Linked DNA regions of Gossypium hirsutum: region 2 is linked to region 1. Evidence: chromatin contacts called from public Hi-C data. All regions are on one chromosome and are shown on one strand. The core of a region is the stretch at or near the end of the contact, and the rest is flanking DNA. Distances in the headings are between cores, read along the strand shown.

Region 1 (6,194 bases), core at 1,909-4,408:
CTTTTTTTTTAAACAGACTGCAAAAATGATTTCAAAGCTTAAAATTTGGCTTATATAGCCTTATGAAAACGGTGCCGTTTTACTTAAAACAAATAGCTTCAAACGACGTCGTTCTAGAGCCCAGGATCCTCGTGTTAACCCGAAACCCGAATGAGATCCGCGTGTTTTTTATAAATGGGCAATTTGGTGAATCGATCCTTCCGCATTTTTTTAATTTTATAATTGCATTTTATTTTTATTTTAAATTAACCTTAACTTTTTATGTTTGTTTCAATTTAGTCCCTCTGGTCATTATAAGACTTATTCTGAAAACGATGTCATTTTGGAGATTAGGGCTAATTTCCCAGTGAGTCCCTCAGTTTCTGTGTGCATTCTAATTTAACCCAAATTTTCATTTTATTTGCAATTGGCCCCAATTTTTTTTAAAATTCGATTTTAATTTTTTTATATTTGTTTAATTTTAAGAATTATATATATTATATAAATAGTAATTATATATATAATAATATATATTGTTATATGTCTTTATAAATTTTATTATATGTTATATTTTTAATATATACTATTATTTATTTTACCATATTTTATATGTAAAATTATTTATAATATCATATTTATCATTTTATACTTTATCTATCATATAGTTTATATCATTATATATTGTGTTTATAAATTTTATTGCATGTTATACCATACATTATTCTATATATTACATTTATTTTATTATAAAATATACATTATCTTATTACCTATTAATTATATATGTTTTTCAATTTATTATTAAAGGAATATATGTAATATCAATATTTAGTACATTTTCCATATATTAAATTATTGTATCTTATAATATAATTTATATGTATATATCATATTAAAAAAAGAGATACTCATTTATCATTCTTATATTATTCTTAATTTTTTTAAATATCCTTATTATTATCTTATTTAATTTACCTTTAATAAGTTTATAATTTATTTTTATTTTTATTTTTTTAGTATTGTTTTAGTGTGTTAAATTTTTATAGATTATTTGTTATTTTATTTGTTTTTACATATTTGCATGGAAATTAATTATTTATGTTGATTTAAGTTACATTTGCATTATTGCATATATATTATGCAATTTATATTGCTGTGTTCATTATGCCTATTGTTGTATTTTGCATGTAGTGACAATGCATGTATATTTTATATTATCTATGATCATATATGTGCAAAATGATAACATATTGTGTAATTTATGTCCTTATTTGTCATCTTTATTATATTTGCATGGAATGTTAAAATAGATACCATGTGGGTTAATTTATTTAATATTAATCCTTTGTAATATGTTAAATGCATCATCACTTTAAAGAATTTTTTTATATATATATTTCATTTGATTTAAAAAGATTTTTTTAAAAAAGGATAAGGCAATGTTTTTGGTAGTTAGGAATTCGGGAAGTAGTGCCCTAACATGCTGGGTTGCAATTTCCCGTTTGTCTAAATGCCTAAAATACCCTTCTAAACGATCTTATAAATTACGAGGTGACTTCAGTTATAAGAGTTTTAGAATATTGTGTCTTATCATGCTGGATGTGATATTCGTATTCTTTTGGAGCGAAGAAATCTCGGTTTTCAACTCGAACTATTTTAATTTCAAAAAGGATCATATTTTTAAATACTTTCAAAATTCTAGTATTAAAGACGGAAAGTTATTCAATTTGGTATCAATTTTTTTTGGGCGTTACGAGGGTGCTAACCCTTCTTCGTATGTAACCGATTCCCGAATCCGTTTTCTTGATTTCATAGACCAAAGCAAATGATTTCAAACAAAAAGTGGTTTGAAGGTGGTTCAATCACACTTAAACTGATTGGTGGCGACTCCTATTTTTTTCATTTTTCAAAAAGTCGAACCCGATTTTTCCAAACTCGTTTTAAAAGGGTTTCGATAGTACTCCGATGGCATCTCCCATTTGTACCGGATATGGGGACAGGTGAGGGGGTGTTACAACTTATATATATGAATTAGTACACTTTATATTTGACCAAGCTTGACATAGTTCGAAACAGGAGTCTAAATTTTGCCCAAGCTAATCGTTTTTTATAAATGGCTAATCAAATCCATTTTAAGTCTACTCATTTTATTTTAAATTTAATAATTAATAATTTAGATATATTTATTTTATTAAAATTTCAAATTTAGAAACTTAACATATTTTTAGCTTTTGGAAAAAATATTTTTTAAAATTTTTGTAGTATTATATATGTAATTTTATGAGATATAAATTATAATATATAAAAATAAAATAAAAAATATATTACACAAGTATAAAATGGACAGAGTCAAGTCAAGTTTAGGCCTTAAATATTGAAACCTAAATCAAACCTATATTTTAAACATGTCTAACTTTTTATACACAAGCTAATTTTTCGAACTTCATACTTTTGTTAAAATTTTCTTATATATCCAACAGTCTTTAAGACTTATATAGATAGTCTAAAACAAATATCAACAAACAAATATTACTGCATAAAAGATTAATACGAAACTTAACACAAATACTTTTCATTCTTTTATTCTTTTTCCTTTTATTTCCCTTTCTGTCATCTTTTGATGTCTTTCTTCGTTTAAATATGCTCATATCTATGTACTTTTTCTTTTTTGGAATTTAAAAATATTTTTTAGCATTCCAATTGTCTAATTCTAAAAATAAAGTCCAACTAATAACAACATTAATCGATTTTCATTAAACTTGAATACATGGTATTTCAATATTTAAAGTTGTAATTTAAAAATTATAATCCAATTGATAATATATATTCAATTTACCCCTACTCTCGTTCTTTCTTTGCATAATTTTAATAAACATAAAAAGAAAAAAAGGGTGAATTTTCCAAAAGGTACTATTTATTCATTTTTATAAAAAGAAATGGTCAGTTTTCACCGAATTGGTGTTAGGTTACTGTGACACCAAATTGTAAAATAATGAATATTTGGGGGTCAATTTAGAAATAATAGATATTGAACAAATGATAATGATTGCTTATCCAAAAGAGTGTGTTGGCACGCGCGGGGATGGGAGAAAGGGGCATCTGAGAACTGTTGGGAACAGATGATCGTATGGGAGAGGACGCGTGGAACGTGAGATAGAAGGGGCGTATCTTTGGGATAGATTTGTGATGTGACGAGGTAAAAGCTGATTGGTTATATTTGTGTTCGAAAGGATCTGTCCTGTCCTGTCCTGTAATTTAGCAGCTGTGTCGTCCAATGAAAGGTTTAGAATTTGCAAAGGTCCAGTTCACTCTTTCTTGTCATTTTTTGCTGGTCAAACGTGGCATCATCAAATGTTTATTCCACTATTTTTTTTTAAAAAAAATAGTTAATTTGGTTTGTTTGTTTTGCCCAAAATGGTTGGTATAGAAATTATTTTCTTATGTCATTTTAGGAAAATTTATTTTGGTTAATGAAATATTTTTATTTACAAAATATATTATTATTTGTTGCAGCGAAATGTACACAATTTATAAGTCTATTTATATATTTAATTTGCCTATGCAATTAAAAATTTCATTGTCAATCTACTAAAAAATTATCTTATTTAAAAATCTAAAAATTAAATAAATATTATTTTTCCCCAAAAACATTTACTGTTTTAAAAAAATCATAATTTGAAAGGCCAAAATTTGTAATTAGTTTTTTAATTTTAGAAAATTTATTTTAATATTCGCATGAGTTTTTTCTTAAATTATTATGGATTTAAATCTCATCATACGTTAGTTTAATCTAAATTTATTCGAATTTATATTTGAGCGTATTTTAATTTTTAATATTATAATTCTAATTAATTAAATATAAAATCAAACGCATATTCAATAATATTAAAACACAAATTTATTACTGATCTATCAATATTAGTTTTTAATAAAAAAAATTTAATAAAATTGTTCTTTCTTGCAAAATCTAGTAATATATCCCTGGTTAATTTACCTAAATAATTTTAAAAAAAATTAAATACTGAAATAGGTTGTATGTTGGATTATATACGAAAATAGTATGTTTTTTTGGGTCGTGCCTATCTGATAGGCGTAACCACTTTTTTTTATATTAAGATATATTTTTTTTGTTTTTTTAAATTATTATTTTATTGGTGGCGCCTTTCTCATAGGCGCCACTGCTTGTATTTTTTTCCCGGATCAGTATATGACTTGTGTAAGGATACAAAAAATGATATAGGGTAAGTGGCGCCTATCTGGTAGGCGTGACTGGTGCTTAATTTTTCCCATATATATACTCCCCCGAAAATCAAATGAGCAGAAGATATACACAAAAGTTAACAGAACAGAACTAAGAAGATAAGTAGAAGAAAGAAAGAAAGGAAAACAAAAAAAAAAGAATAAAGTATTTTAGTTCATTTCTTTTTAAATAGAATGTAGAGTTTTGTTAGTAATTTTATTATTTAAAAGTTATTTTGTTAGATTATTAATTTTGTTAGTTTCTGAATGAAAAATTTTGCATTAAAAATTTTATGTAACTTTTTTGCTATTCGAAACTGTTTTGAGAATTTTAAATTTTTTTTAACAGATCTAGTATTGAAAATGGAGAATTAATTTTTGGTATGCGTTTATTTCGATGAAGAAATTTTGACAACAACCATGGGATATATATTTGAATGTCGCAAACAAGTAGTAATGAAATTTAATAAAAATATCTAGTTTGATGATATGAAGAAAAGAATTAGTGAAAAAATTTATAGACGTTGTGGGAGAAGGATCTCAAAACTTTTCTACAAGTTTCCAGTTTCGACGGATCCCATAAAATTCACCGAAATGGAACTTGTAGACGATGAAGACGTGGAGACAATGGTCGCTCTTTATTGTGGGACTCAGAGCAACCAAAATACACTGATTCAATTATTTGCTGAGTTAGCTGGTGTGGAGCCAACTAAAGATCCCACTTCATTAGGTGAAGAAGATGGAGCTCAAGAGCCGTGTATGGTGGTTCTGATATCGTACGTTGATAGTCAATCAACTATACATAGGATCGACATTGATATTAATGTTGCACCCGAGATTAATGTGGTTGGTGATAATGTATACCATAGTAGTGATCCTTCTAATCACGAGGTCGATAGTGATAGTGATCCCGATGTGGACGAGGTACCGGATGATATTGACGACGAAGGTGTGAATGACGATGGAAATGTTAATGCGTCTTCAATCAGGAACCAGATTCGTCGTATTGTGATACACAATAATCTTGAAACACACATATCTCGGATAGACCCCGATGTGGTGCACGCGGCTGAGTTCCTGGAGTACCCTGAAATACTACCTGCTCACTAGCTGGCTGTAGATTCCGATCTTGAGGAGTTGTTTGTAGGCCAGAGATTCAAAAGTAAGGAAGAGTGCGTATTTTCCATTAAGCGATATAGCATGAATATATCAGTGGACTATAAAGTCACCGTGTCTAAACCGACATTATATATTGGGGAGTGTTTGCGGAAGGCTACAATTGGCCGATACAAGCTACATATATCCAGAAATCACAGATGTGGGAGATACGAAAATTTATTGGGTCTTGCACATGCACTTTAACACGTATGACAAAAGATCATCGAAAACTTAATTCCAAAACTATTTGTACGTGCATCATGCCAATGGTGAAAGACATGCCGACCATTAAAGTTTTAGTACTGATTGTCGAAATGCAGGCACGATTCTAGTATCGAGTATCATACTGGAAGGCATGGATAGCTAAACAGATGGCAATGGAGTAATTGTACGGAGATTTCGATACATCGTACAATGAGTTACAGGGATGGATAGCCGTTATGCGGGAGTACATGCCAGGAACTATCATTGAGTTGCAGACACGACTTTATTACGGCCCAGATGACCAACTACAACCGGAAAAAAGAATTTTTCAACGGATGTTCTGATGTTTGATCCATGCGTGCGTGCATTTCCCCACTGCAAGCCGTTTGTGCAAGTAGATGGGACATGACTATACGGTAAATATACACAAATCCTACTTCTTGCGGTTGTTTAAGACGGGAATAAGAACGTGCTCTCAATTGCGTTTTCTATCGTAGATAAGGAGAACATGGAGTGTGAGAATTCTTCCTTACAAACCTGCGGAGGTATGTTATTAGAAATGATAATATTTGAATTATCTCCGATAGAGAGAAATGATTAATTGACACAATTAG
Region 2 (6,194 bases), core at 1,886-4,385, 91 kb before region 1:
GTCTGGCTACTTGTTTAATCAATACGAGCTCCGGTCCGTAAAATGTTTTTTCCCCTTCTAATTGGGACCATCCAACTGACCCTAATTATCTTTTAATCGTAAAAAGTAATTTTTATTTGAATTTAAATTAATATATAAATATTAAAATAAATTATGGTTTTTAAAATTTTATAAATGAATAGTAACCCAAGCTTCAAAGACAGACTCAGTCTTGACCCATATCAAGCTCTTGGGGAAGAGATAAAAATATTTCAAGTCGCAGCTTTACTTACAGACACCTCTGGTTATAGTTCGACTCAGGCTTGACCCATATCAAGCTCTTGGGGAAGAGATAAAAATATTTCAAGTCGCAGCTTTACTTATAGACACCTCTGGTTATAGTTCAAGAATAGAGACGATATTGAAATTTGAACCCAAACCTACTAAATGTAACCTATTGAAGATGATCACATGAACCAAGTTCATGATATCATCTCATAAGAATTTTTTAAAAAATAAAATATATCAACTTTATTTTTAATGAGGTTATTTCTACTTATGTAAGCATATACCCTTTTAATGCATCAAATAACATACATGTGGTCCTCATTTCTCATTTAGCTTCCCACATGAAACAAAAGGAGAAAAATATATTAGACCTTATAAAAGACAAGACAAGAAAATAAATAAAATGTCAATTTACAAAATTCAAATAATTAATAAGTCAAATTTTATATAATCATATATGTTAATAACATATAAATACATGGATGCAATCTAAGAATTATTGCCTAAATGCGCTATTCTTGAATGCATTAATCCATTTAAATGCAGCACAATCATAGCAATAAGCACACAAAAATCTTTTCAAAAACAACATTGGAACACAGCCAATAATCTTGACTTGATGGCAAGATTATTGTATTACATGACATAAATGCTATCCCTAGAATAATAAGCACAGATAAAACCACATTAAGAAACCCTAAAATTCACTCAAATGCCAATGTTCTCTTAATCATCATCCTCTATTTCATTGTTATATATTACTTTAGCCTATCTATCCAACCTTGAAAGAATACTCTTTAACATTGAAATTCGTGTAATACGTCAGCAGTGTTTTCAACTCTTCTACTATAGTTTGCTAGATCGTGGCAGACACAGTTGTTAGCTGTGAAAACATAGACGTCCTAGTAATCAACATAGTTTGTTTAATTTGGAGGGTGCATGATAACATTATTTATTTCAGCTCTTTTATCGATCCTAGCTAGCTCTAGGGTGCATGGCTGAACATAAACTCAAAATCCGAAAACATAGACAAAATCTCTAGCGCATATGAAGCACAAGAGCTCAAGGCATTGAGGCCAAAAACCCAAAATCAAGCACCCAATCCTCATATCACACCACAACCAAAACCTTTATCAACTCAATTAGTGAACCAACCTACCTACCAGCCAAAATCAGCAAACTCCACAAAAAACAATACACCTCCTCTTCACCAGTTACTCTAACCTAGCCATTATATAATATATACATATATCATTAAAGTAGCCTAGGTTATCTAGCTTTATCCCGACACATACACATGCATATATTTACATATAATTTTTTGTGTAAACCCAATATATCCCGTCATATCGAACTCATATTTTTACTATTATGTGATAAAGTCGCTATCACCTCAACAGTTTGTTGGTTATATGTATATAATATATATCCTGGGGTTGTTTTAATTGTATCGAGATTGAGTAGCATCCACCACCTGTCCAATACTTGTCCCAATAAAATTAAGAGATGAAAAAGAAAAAGGAAAGTTATTCGTACCAGCTGCCAGCAAATCTTGCTTTGCCAACCCAACACTTTGCTACTAACACTATAAACTACACAAAAATATAGATTTAATAAAAGCAAAATTCAAGAGTTCAGGATTCCTAAGAATATGGAGATTGATTGGTTAATAGTTAATAATTCACCCCATTTGTTTTTGCTTGTTTGCTTTGTGTTTAGTCTTCATTTTTTCTGTTGAATTCTCTTCTTTTTACTAAAATAAACAGTCCACATTACCTGATTATTCTATTAATTTGCTTCATTTCCCCCCTTATTTACTCCTTTGAATCCTCATTTCCCTCACCGGCCGAGACTGAGAGCAGCCTCGACGTCCAGCCGCCACGCTAAACAACCACCACCACCACTGCCTTCCATTTTCCAGACATCACATGGCAACATCCTTGAGAACTTCTCCTTGTGCCATGTATACTGCAACCTTACCTTGCATGAAAATGCAGTGCAAAACCTAGGCAATTCTTGTTTGAACACAAGCCAGACCATTATCTCCGGTGGCGGCCGGCCGTCATTTGCTTCCCCTACTACCATCAACATCCTCTTGTAAGCTCCATTAACCCACTGAACCCTATTCAAACCATCTGATATAAACCCTGGACACGTGTCACTCTCCAGATTCTTTATCATCTCCACGTCCGTACTCCCTAGCTGTCTCACTTCCATGCAACTGTCCGTCACGCTCTCCACCGTCACCCACGACTCCACCACCGTTGCTTTCCTCGTTTGACTCATCAGAACCGTCCGATTAGGTTCTTCCACAGCTCCCAAACGATCAACCCAACGGTTATTGAAGTTCAAGTTACATAAATAAAGTGGATCTTGATTTTCCCCCAAAACTCTACCGTTTTGATTGTTAATCGATCCGTTCCCTTCAGTTTTCTCAGGCAATAGCTGCAAAGTAACAATCGTCTGAGGATTGTTTGAAGCTTCATCATGATGAGCTTGATCTGACGATGATCTTTTCTTTCTTCTCATATTATTCTTTCGAACCCTAACGTACTTTCTTTTAGCTCTTGGATTACAAAGCAACAAATTTTTGTTATCAAACCGAACCCCATCAGAACCTGACTCACCGGAAACCGGTTTAGGGGCTATCGGCCGGAATCTTAACATTATCGGGTTTATCACCATCTTATCTGGTGCACCACCTGCGTAGCTAACCCTGCTCCGCTTCTCTTCACCGTTCATCTCTCTGACGCCGTTTAAACCACCTCCAGAATAGAATCAAAGCTTCGCTTCCCTTCTTGTCGCTTCCCACCTGTGTAGCTAACTCTGCTCCGCTTCCCTTTTTTTTTTTTTTCCAGAGGGTTTTGGTTATGAGAAGCGATAATCTAGCGGCAAATTAACAGAGAAGCAACACGTGGCTAGGGCAAGAAAGGAACAGCTGAGTGTTTTGATTGGTCGAAAGTTAAGAGGTGGAACCCAAATGAAAAGTAAGAGGGTCCACAGACAGAACCAATGGGAAGAAGGCTAGTGTACAGCACTGCCGAAAGAGAGGGACACGTGGGCATTGTCTAGAGAGCAGAGTATTTTTCTACTGTTGAATGAAATGGAAAAGAGCACAAAAGGGGGAGGTTCGAGAAAGTGGACACATGGTCCTTGTTCATTAGCTTTCTACCTCTAAATTCGGTGCCTATTGTTTCATATCTTAATGCCTCCACTCGCCACTTCTCGCCGTGATCCCACCTTCCTTCCAACTAATCACAGTAGTAAATTTTCAAATCTCTTTTACAAATTTACTATAAAAATAAATTTATAACCAAATTATTAAAAAATTCAACAGAAAATGAATTTTTTTAACAATTGTAAGAATTATAATTACACCTTGCAATTAAAGAAATTGTAATTCCTTCACCTCAATAAAACCACTAATTATAATAAATAGCTAAACACATGTAATTACATCCGATGGAATTACTAACTTTTATTCATAAAATAAAATTTATTTTTTAAAGATATAAAAATTATTAATTTCACGTTCTTTAAGGTTATTATATATATAAAATAATATTTTATATATTTAAAAAAGAAACAACTAAATATATATATTTGAAAAGTTTATGTATGTAACAAACCTAATAAGAATTAATAAAATAATTTTCACTAAAAATAAAAGAATCGAAGAGGAATATCTATGTAAAGTTGGAAGTGAATAGTTAAATGGAGTGAGGGTCACTTGGCAAAAAATGGCGCGTGGAAGAGTTGATATAATGAAAGGAAACAAGAAAGTAGGAAGAGGGACGCGTGGCGGATTCGATAAAGATGTGAATGGATATTATGGGTTAAAGATTTGTGACGTCATCCGATTTTATTTGAAAGGTGTTCGCATTATGGGATGGGAAAACGGGTTGGTTGGGGATGTCTGCTGTTGCCACGTGCTTATTTCATAATTACTTTCAGATTATTTTAATAATAACATTGTTTTTTACTACAAGAAACACAGTTACTATTAAAAATGCCTTCCTAAAACAAATTCTGTGTTTGCTTTTAATTTTAGGCATCGTATTTTAGGATCGATTCACCTTAAAGTTAAAAACTTAAGAGTGACTTGAGATACTCTTTTTTTTAATTCAATCATTATATTAGCTAAGCTATAAATAATTTTTGTTTTTAAATTTACAAGGATTTTCTTACGTTTTATTGTTTTATTTATTTATTTATTTAAAACAACATAAATATACTTTATGCTATTTAATACATAAAAATATATGCATTGATTGAGGTTTCATTTTTTATTTTAGATTTGTAAATGTGTGACATATTAAAAATCATAACTATATTTAATACAACATTAATTTCAAATAATGTATTTAATATATCTCTCTAAGATTTATTTCCTATGGAAAGGGCCTTCCTTTTCTGGTCCATGAAATGGTCTATTTATAAGCATTGATTGATTGTACTTAAAAACACTTTTACATTAAAAATTAGCTTCAATGTTTTATTAATTGCATTATTCTTCCTGTTATTTTTTTTATTTGTTAATGTCTTCAATTTTACTCATATTTTTACTTGGTTTTTTCTATCAATAATTTATATTCGAATTTATCTTTTATTTTATTTTTGGTTACAAGTCTCAATTTTTTTTAAAAAATGTTATATGAAATTATAAGTAATAATAAAGTTAACTAAATGGTTAACCTTATATGGTCAAACCCTATCCCTATGTGACTCATGTTTTTATCTAAATAAAGCTTTTATATGGTCTTAGATTGTCAATGTAAACACGACTCCTAAAAAATAATGAATCCCCATTAGAATTGAAAGACTAAAACCTACCACGTTATTATTTGTTAGTATATATTTGATTTTTCTCTTTATTTTTTTCCCTTTACCAATACATTATCAATCTCATTCCCTCCCTCCTAATCTGATCTTTTATAATCCATATATATTAAAGAAAAAAAATACTTTATTTAACCCTTATTGTTGTTGTATAATTTGTTTTGAAAAAAAAAAAGGAGTTTAAATTACCTGCAAAAACTATGGGAATGGGTTGGGTTCCCATCGTTAGAGTCCCAAACTGAGAGCAGCCTTAACATCGAGCCTCCATGCAAATCCGCCAAAGCTCATCTTCCACACATCGCAAGGAACCATTTTCGATTGCTTTTTCTTTCCCTTTCCATCTCCGTACCGTAACCCTACCCGGCACGAGAATGCACCCTGTGGGAATTTAAACCCTTCTTTCACCACCAACCCCACCGCGGTTTCAGCCCCTTCTCCGCCCACCATGCTCTTGAACGCCTCGTTCACCCACAAAACACGGTGCCAACCGTCCGATATGAACCCTGGATACGTGTCCTTATCCAGATTCCTCATTCTATCCACGTCCGTACAGCTCCCCATGTCTCCTTCATCCATGCAGCTGTCTGTTATGCTCTCCACCGTCACCCATGACTCCACAACACTCACTTTCCTCCCCGTCGCCTGATCCGACAACCCCATCACCGCAGCCGCCACTTCTTGATCTGTTGCAACCATTTTCTGCAACTTCAAGCACAGCAGCGGCGGGTCCTCATGAGATTGATGATAATCATCACCAACCGTCCGATCGAGATCATGATCACCAGCCCCTGAGCTATCAACAACCGCTGATTTCTCTAGATCAGCTCTCTCAGGCATCAACTGCAGGGTTACGGAACCCTTATTTCCATCCTTATCGTCTTTAGCTTCATCCAAGGCTCTTCTTCTCCTATTATTCTTCGCACAAAACCTAACGTATTTTCTCTTCACTCTCATGCTTGTAACACCTGAGTTCTTGTTACCAAACGTCGACTCACCGGAAGCTGAGTCTCCGGTCACCGGTTTTGGAGCAATCGGCCTGAATCTGAGCATTATCCGGTTGATTATCGTCTTATCTTGTACACCCCCAG

The links. Hi-C and Micro-C count contacts between places; a contact is called where the count stands out from the background.
Region 2: a contact with region 1 is called in a Hi-C map of leaf, with 2.6 times the contacts expected there. The contact joins the promoter of LOC107888720 here to the enhancer-like site in region 1. A contact is called at or near these places in 12 of 34 Hi-C or Micro-C datasets (anther, callus, fibers and 3 more).

What each region holds. Positions count from the first base shown.
Region 1 is chrA09:15,294,440-15,300,633 of Gossypium_hirsutum_v2.1, reverse strand. No RefSeq gene overlaps it. Among protein-coding and RNA genes, the nearest start is that of LOC121206861, 26 kb to the left of the region's middle. Within about 2 kb of position 3,158, at least 4 of the 9 cell types and tissues checked have an H3K27ac peak or open chromatin away from gene starts, as enhancers often do. A contact at or near this core is called in hypocotyl and leaf, where this site is marked.
Region 2 is chrA09:15,385,778-15,391,971 of Gossypium_hirsutum_v2.1, reverse strand. LOC107888720 reads right to left here and starts at 3,135. Exons shown (of 2, transcript XM_041077803.1): 1 at 2,044-3,135; 2 at 1-1,859. The coding sequence starts at 3,009. The coding sequence ends at 2,107. LOC107888721 reads right to left here. Exons shown (of 2, transcript XM_041077804.1): 1 at 5,296-6,194. The coding sequence ends at 5,332.